Linked DNA regions of Mus musculus: region 2 is linked to region 1. The links are chromatin contacts, called in public HiChIP or PLAC-seq maps. All regions are on one chromosome and are shown on one strand. The core of a region is the stretch at or near the end of the contact, and the rest is flanking DNA. Distances in the headings are between cores, read along the strand shown. Region 1 holds the start of Kif14 (kinesin family member 14). Region 2 holds the start of Platr22 (pluripotency associated transcript 22).

The links. HiChIP or PLAC-seq counts read pairs in DNA pulled down with a chosen protein or histone mark.
Region 2: a contact with region 1 is called in an H3K27ac HiChIP or PLAC-seq map of extraembryonic endoderm stem cells. The contact joins the promoter of Platr22 here to the promoter of Kif14 in region 1. A contact is called at or near these places in 1 of 15 datasets of contacts at CTCF or cohesin (the NIH/3T3 cell line), 1 of 484 Hi-C or Micro-C datasets (embryonic stem cells), 4 of 115 datasets of contacts at active chromatin or transcription factors (embryonic stem cells, extraembryonic endoderm stem cells and memory CD8 T cells) and 1 of 9 other capture datasets (liver).

Annotation. Positions count from the first base shown.
Region 1 is chr1:136,465,801-136,469,868 of GRCm38.p6, reverse strand. It overlaps Kif14 (kinesin family member 14), which reads right to left and starts at 2,021. Exons shown (of 29, transcript NM_001287179.2): 1 at 695-2,021. The coding sequence starts at 1,911.
Region 2 is chr1:136,693,826-136,697,893 of GRCm38.p6, reverse strand. It overlaps Platr22 (pluripotency associated transcript 22), which reads right to left and starts at 1,683. Exons shown (of 5, transcript NR_037986.1): 1 at 1,503-1,683. It also overlaps the pseudogene Gm24086.

The DNA.
Region 1 (4,068 bases), core at 772-3,271:
GCAATCACCTTTAAAGAAATATTCTATGCCTTCAAAATCAAGTGTGCTAAGCCTCTGCATTTATGAGCACTATGTACCAAATGCAGGTGATACGGTTGATGAATGCCATTCTAGAACATTCTCTGGGGAAGCTATGAGCTTGTGTGGCTCTTTGAAAGGAAAGAAGACATTCCCAAGCACTACAAATCAAAGATTTGAGAGGCGATTGCATGAGAGAATGAAATGACTCACTCAGGGCACCTCCCCCTGCCCCTGGCCACATTAGGTCCAGGCCTCACTCTGTAGCTTTGGCTGGCTTGGAACTTGTTTCGCAAACCAGCCTGGCTTCAAATCCAAAGATCCACCTGCCTCCTCCTCCCAAATGCTGGGATTAAAAGTGTGCACAATCCTGCCTGGCTCGGTTTCTAAAAGAGGTATGTGTTTGTGTGTGTATGCCTATATATGGGTATAAAATATAGATTTTAATTTTGTATTCTATTATAAAAATAACCAGTATAACTACAATCAAAGCCTAAACACTGGTGGGCTGAAGATGTGGCTCAATTATATCTACCTACATGGGGTCTTGGGTTCAATTCCCCGTACCAAGAGAAAATGCCAATGACTTTAAAGACACTGGCTTTCTAGAAGCAGAGTCTTACAGACACATAATGACATGGAATTCTCGGCCTGAGAGCTAACACGCCGGACGTACCTTTTGCTGAAAGGCCTCACGCGCACCGCCACGGTCACCTGACTGTTCTCTACTTTTAAGGAGTCTGGCTCTGTAAAGGTCTTCTGAACTAGACTGTTTTCTTCTGGAGGGAGTGTGCTTTCTCGTGAGCTTTCCCTTTTATTTGCAAAAAGAGAACTTTTGGGCCTCGGTTTAACTCGAGGGCTTGCAATCCTGTTTTTCAGTGTGGATAAAGCTGGGCTTTTCGGTGGAGGCAGGTCATGCCTTGGTGTCCATCTGTGTTCTGGGACACATTTTACCGGGGTCCTCGATTCTGAGCTCGCGCTTCTGAATGTACTGCCATGTTTCGGGATGTCCTTCCCATTGTTTTTCGGTGTGGATAAAGCTGGGCTTTTCGGTGGAGGCGGGTCATGCCTTGGTGTCCATCTGTGTTCTAAAACACATTTCACTGGGGTTCTTGTATCTGAGCTTCCAAATGTACCGACTTGTTTAGCAGTGTCCTTGCCAGCATTCCCACGGTGTGAGTTTCTTCCTCCTGACACTGGGGTATCAGACTTGCTCTCGGTCAGTTGCACCACTAAGTGTCCTGATCTCATAGCTTCAGTCTGACGCTGGGAACCCACAGGCGCTCTACTGTTTGTGTCCTTAACTGTCACCTTTTCATTAGAGGCACCAACGGGAGGACCTGGGTCTTTGCATCTCGTCAACCCGGTGTCGTTGGAGTCTTTCACGGAGACGACAGACGACAGGACACGGGTATCATTATTTACACCCTTTGCTTCTGTCCTCGATGCCTGGGAGGCAGAGTCACTTCCTGGGTTACCTCCCACAGGATTCAATGTCTCCCACTTTCCCACATAATCCGCTCTACCGTGCCGCCGTTGTAACCTAAGACTTGTGTCTGCTGTTCTTCTGTTTCCCAACTCACTTCCAAGTAAAGACGACTCTCTGTCCCCACAAGTAGCCCTTCTCTGGAGGCTCAGTCTCCGGGGGTCAGAGGTAACAGGAGTCTCTCTTGTTTTTTTACAGGCAGAGATAACATAAGTGCTATTTATGTCGATGGTTTTACTTCCAGCATTCACGAATGGATCATGATTCTCACACTCTGACATATCTGCCTTCAAGTGCAGTTCCAGCCGGCTGCTGTGGACGAGGCCACTGGATGCTGAAATCTTCTGTGAAGAAGAAACCTCCAGGCTTCCGATGTTGTGTCTGCTATGCGAAGTGTGTACTGACATCTTGGCAGCAAGCGATTTTTAAGAGGATGTGAAGGATCTAAGCCCTTCAGATCCTTGTCGGGGTGCTGGGCATTTTGTTCTTTTCAGTTTCCAACAAAATATCTGGCCGACTACAAAAAATGAAAAATAAAACGGTTACTACAAACTTTAAAAAGAGAGAGATCTTCCTACTACAGAAGCAAACTCTCAGAGGATGCATTGGACTAAACCACTTCCCACTGCACCTCCACACAGCCTCCTACAATCTCCACCCTCGAAGGACTTCACTTGTTATTCAACAAATATCTACTGAGGGTTCCCTTAGGAGCAAGGCACCCACAGACACTGCAGACTTCAAAGACAGGACCTCCCCATCCTTATTTCCTCAGCTTAGAAGGAGCTTACAGGTGACCTTAATCTCAACAAAGTGATTCAAGAAAGGTCAACACCTGTATGTCAGCATACTTTAAGTGCCCCCAGCTTGGAATCATAGCATCTAGTCTGATTAGTCTGCAGCAAAGTAGGTTTCTGAACACTTGTCAATGTATCCTAAATACAAGAATGCCTACAGAGGAGTTTAACACGATGTCACAAAGGAGGCTACTCTTAAGAAAGTACCACAGACATTATACACTACAAACTGCGTGTGTAGCCAGGTGTGATGGTCCGTGCCTGTGATCCCAGCCTTAGAGAGGCCGAGGTGAGAGACTGGAACTTTCAAGGCCAGCCTGACACTGTCACCGATGCCCACACCCCCTCAAGTTAGACAACTACACTATCTGTCACTTCTTCATTATACAACAAACTAGACAGGCATGCGTTTACACACATATAGGTAAATATAGGCCAACAATATCTGCCAGGCATTATCTAAAACAGAACAGTGCAAATGCCACTCTTCGTCATGCTCCTTAAATGGACGTAAACAACTCTTTAAAATTGAATTCCTGAGTCTACCTTACAAAATGTCACTGATTCAAACTATTTGGACATTGTTACAATCAAGGAACAAATTACCAGAAGCTCATTTTTAAAAGTTTGACAAAGAGACATTGTAGGAAGAAAGAAAGAGTTCGAGTATAAGCATCTCCCGCTAAACTTTCAGTGAAAATACAGAACCCTCCCAATATGAGGTGAAATTAGGGACAATATATCTTTGTCTTAGAAACTAAAAGCCATTTGCTCTTTGCATAGATCAACATGATTTTTGTTTGCAGAATTTCGGCCATCAGATCTCCAAGAGGACTGGAAGGAAGACAAGAGAAGTCGGTCACGACCACAGGCCGAGGCTCCTGGCGACTCTGGCAGTCTTGCCAGGCTGTGACAGTGTACCTGGACCCCTCCAGTTCGCCGCTCCACGCTCCGCGGCGCTGTTCTCGGCTTCCGGGTGGACAGAGCGACGCCCCGCGCCCCTTGCCCGGGACCCTCGGACTAAAGGGGACCGAGCCGCACCACCCACCCAAGCACCCCGGCCTGCTGGGCAAACACCGCAACGCTCTCAGCCCACCGGCTCGCTGGGCGAGCAACCTCAGCGCTCTCAGCTCGGAGGCGCTTCCCACTCCTAAGACCTCGACACTCACCATTCCCGGCACAGGCTCCCGTGGCTGCGGCAATTTGAATGCGCGCCTCGCTTCCTGATTGGTCGCTGGGCGTAGCGTCAAGCGCCGCGCCTTCACTCCTCCCCATCCCCGGAAGTGCAGCTTCTACCGCGAGACACACCCCGCCCTATCTCCTAGGTGACGGCCCGCCCCTCCTCTGGGCGGAATTGGAGCTCAGAGCTTGGAGCTGGGCGGTACCACCAAAGGGGCGGGCACTCACCTGAAGGGTTTTCAGGAGAAGCGACAGTGCCTCATCTATCCGATCCTTTACACGACGATCTGTAGGGAATGACCATGTGCCCCCACGTTAATTATAATAACACTCTGGTATTTCATACTCAAGTCGTTACGTGATGTCGTGGACTAAGTGTTCAGATGAATTAAAGTTTTGTTTTTTAATCCTGAATATTTTAATCAAGTATTAATGTTATGCCAGTCTGTTAATAAACTTGTGAATGATCTGACAAGTAGCAAGTGGTGTGGCTGGAAGTCCAAAGCTGTTGCGGTAAAGGTTACAATAACATTCTGAAACCTGAAAAAAGGTAATCACTAAAACCAAAGAATGATTCTAGCCAAATAT
Region 2 (4,068 bases), core at 434-2,933, 230 kb before region 1:
ACAAATAATTAAAATTATTATAAAAATAACATCCTTATATATCAACTGGCAAATGGTCACTACCCTAACACCTCCCAGGACACTGACTCCTTAACATAAGCCCCAGGACCTTAACACTTCAGCCACACTCGTAGATGGTCCAGACCATCGGTGCTAACTGTTGAATATCTATGTGTGTTGCTCTCTCAAGAAGAAAAGTCCCTAAGATAGTTTCCAAAACCTTGGGAAGCACTGGGGAGGAAGGCTGGACTTTCTTCCCTTCCCAGCACCTCCCCCGCCCGCCCTCCCCCCCCCCCCCCCGCACACCACCCCCACATCCTGCACTCTGCCAAGCCCCCCACCCCACCCCCCACCCCCCCGCCGGCACACCCCAAGCAGGCTTACCACCCTCCACCTTGCTTTTCTTTTCTTTTCTTTTTTTTTAATTTATGAAACGCTTCACAAATTTACATGCCATCCTTGCAGCAGGGGCCAGGATGTATCATTCCAATTTTAGTATATGTGCTGCCGAAGTGAGCACTCTTTTCTTTTTTTTAATTAAAATTTTCTTTTTGAGAATGTCATACATAAATAGTTTCCTCCCTAATTGGGAGTCCCAGTGCTATTATTAGTTTTGGGTTGGTTTTTTGTTTGTTTGTTTGTTTGTTTAGTTTTTCGAGACAGGGTTTCTCTGTATAGCCCTGGCTGACCTGGAACTCACTTTGTAGACCAGGCTGGCCTCGAACTCAGAAATCCGCCTGCCTCTGCCTCCCGAGTGCTGGGATTAAAGGTGTGCGCCAGGTTGTTTTATTTTTTTAAGTTTTTTGCTCTTTTTGTACTGGGACACAGAGCTACACATCAGCCTCAAAAGGCTAGTTTTTCATATCTAATGCATCACAGAACTCTCTAGAATCTCCCTATTTATACTGCAGTGTCACCTACACACACACATACAGTGAAGTCATACATCTTTACGTGCACAGCACCAAGAAACTAGAAACATCTAACATCCTATCTGTGAGAAATATGGAGAATTCTTACACCACAAATTCAAAAAAGGCAAAGAAAACACAAAACACATATAATTTGGGGTTTCCCATACGTTCCTGGATCAAAAACAACATCTAAGGTTGCTATTTTAAAGCCAAATTAAAGTGTTGATGTATATGTGTGTGTGTGTGTGTGTGTGTTTATGACAGGAAACGTCCCTAACAATAACACTTTATTTCCTGCAAACTACAAATAAATTCCATGCATTCCCATGCTTACTTTGCTCTGGAGCCCAGGGCCACTGACTCAGAGTCCGAGACCTCCTGTGTCATTGAGAAGAAAGTTTCTGTTAGGGCCCTAAGGTCTTTCTCAATGTTTTGAACCACTTAACAAAGAATTTGACAAACTGAGATACGTGAAACCTTAGTCACCAAGGACGGCTTCTACGACCTCAGTCTACAGGTATTTTTACCGAGCCATCCCTGAGTCACCAGGCTCTGTAAAAAACTCCAGTATGATCTTGTTTCACTAACCTTCACATCTTTTCCTAACGGAGCTTGCCGCCGGTGGTCACGTGGTACTGATCCTCTTCCTTTTCGGGGCGCAAGCAGCAGAGATTCAAGGCAGTCCGGTAGCCCGATCCGCACCCACACAAAAGTGTTTGGTAATCGCTAACTAAACAAAGAGGAAACGGCCAGGCCTGAAGCCACATTCCCAAACTGATTCCTCGGAACATTCCTCCTTAGAGGTGCCTGCTGACCCAGGGCGGTGGCTAACCCCCTGCTGTGCACAGGAATCCACCAGGCCCACATCTTACAAGCCTCTCACTCAGCGGTCCCCAAACTTACTGGACACTCCCTTTTCTCTAGCATCGTCATTAACATTCCACCTGTACCTTAGGCCTTGCCTGTCTGGTCAGTTCTGCTGAATTCACAGCCCCAGGTATTGTGGGTAATTATCCCTTGCTTACTCCAGGAGTAGTCAGAAGTCAGGATGTCCGTTTGTTTTTGATGGAGGGGACTGGGCCTCAGGCATGCCTGGCTTTCCTCTACCACCGAACTTCCTACCTGTTAGAATTTATGTCCTTTGGTGGGAAATGCTCAAATCCAAAATCCATTGGTCTGTCACTACCAGTTTTCCAGGGGAGACAGGGTGAGGTAGCCTCGCTTCCTACTCACCTCTTTCCTGGCATTACAGAATATGCCAATTCCTTGGCCTGGCACTTGACCTACATGACTGAGAGCTTACAAACAGGAGTTGCAGTCTGAATTCAGAGTCCAGTCTCCTCTGTTTAATAGACCTTGGGCAAATTGTTTCACCTCTCTGAGCTTCAAGGTTTCTATCTGTGAAACAGAATAAAAGGTACCTGGCTTTTGAAAGAAAGGTTTTTTTCTAGAGCAGATTAAATTGGCTACGTAGCCGGGCAGTGGTGCCACATGCCTTTAATCCCAGCACTTGGGAGGCAGAGGCAGGCTGATTGCAGAGTTCAAGGCCAGCCTGGTCTACAGAGTTCCAGGACAGCCAGGGCTATACAAACCCTGTCTCAAAAAAAAAAAAAAAAAAAAAAAAAAAAAAAAAAAAAGTGGCTATGTAAAGCCTGAAGTATGCTGGCTCTGGGGCACACGCCCTAAGTGCCAAGAGCTGGTTTTCCGGTGCCCTTGGCCCATCTTTAGTTAATACAGCTTTAACACCTGGGACAGAAGACAGAGGAAATGGAAAGTTGGGCTGGAAGGGGAAGAGGGCGCCTGCGGAAGCATTTTACAATGTGAAGTGAGGTCAGAGGCACAGACACAAAGATCAAAGCCTCGCAAAGTAGGAGGTGGGTGTGTCCCAGTCTGAGGAGCCAGGTCCTACCTCCAAAACCTCCCCGCTGCACTAAGCACCCAAGGATGGGACCTCTTCCCTTTCTCCCCTCACAGTCACCAAAGGCCATCGCAACCAAAGGATGAGAGCTGAGGGCAGGCACCGAATGCACTTCCCTAACCACAGAGACAGAGTTAAACATTGTTTTAAAAGGGGTGTGCTCAGCAAGTATTTGTCGAATAAATAAAAGCTTTGCGTGAAGGAGAGTTAAGTATGCCCGTGACTAACTGAGATTAAAGAAGCATTGGGGACTGCCATTTCTCTTCACCCTGAGAGGAAGAGTTAAGTTTATGGTTCAGGACATAATGTCTGCTACTGATAACCAGCTCTGTAGAATGAAAGCAATCATAAACAATATGTAAATGACTAATGCAGCTATGGCCAGTAAAACTATATTTGTTTATATATTTATATAGATGTGTATGTTTGGGTATATATATACATATGTATATATATATGCAAAAATGAATATACATGCAGAATCACACAGAGAGATTCAACGTTTGAATGATCTCATATGTTAAGACTTAGGATTTTGGGGCTGGTGAGATGGCTCAGTGGGTAAGAGCACCCGACTGTTCTTCCGAAGGTCCAGAGTTCAAATTCCAGCAACCACATGGTGGCTCACAACCATCCGTAACAAGATCTGACTCCCTCTTCTGGTGTGTCTGAAACAGCTACAGTGTATATTACATATAATAAGTAAATAAATCTTTAAAAAAAAAAGACTTAGGATTTCTTTTATTTATTTATTTATTTATTTATTTATTTATTTATTTATTTATACTCCAAAATTTATTCCCCTCCTGGCCCACCATCTGACTGTTCCACATCCCATACCTCCTCCCATCCCATCCCTGTCTCCACAAGGATGTCATCCCCCCACTCCCAACCCTGCCTCTCCTGCCTTAGGTTTTTCTAACCACTTAAAAACTTAAGAACCAAGCCGGGTGTGGTGGCACACGCCTTTGATCCCAGCACTTGGGAGGAAGAGGCAGGCGGGGATTTCTGAGTTCGAGGCCAGCCTAGTCTACAAAGTGAGTTCCAGGGTAGCCAGGGCTATACAAAGAAACCCTGTCTTGAAAAAAACAAAAACAAAAAAACAAAAAACAAAACACTTAAAAAAAAAAAAAAACAGCTGGGTCTGGGAGATTACAGGAAGTTAAGAAGTTGGAACAGGAGGATTGCTGTACATTCCAGACCACCCTGGGCTATAATATGGGACCCTGCCTCAAA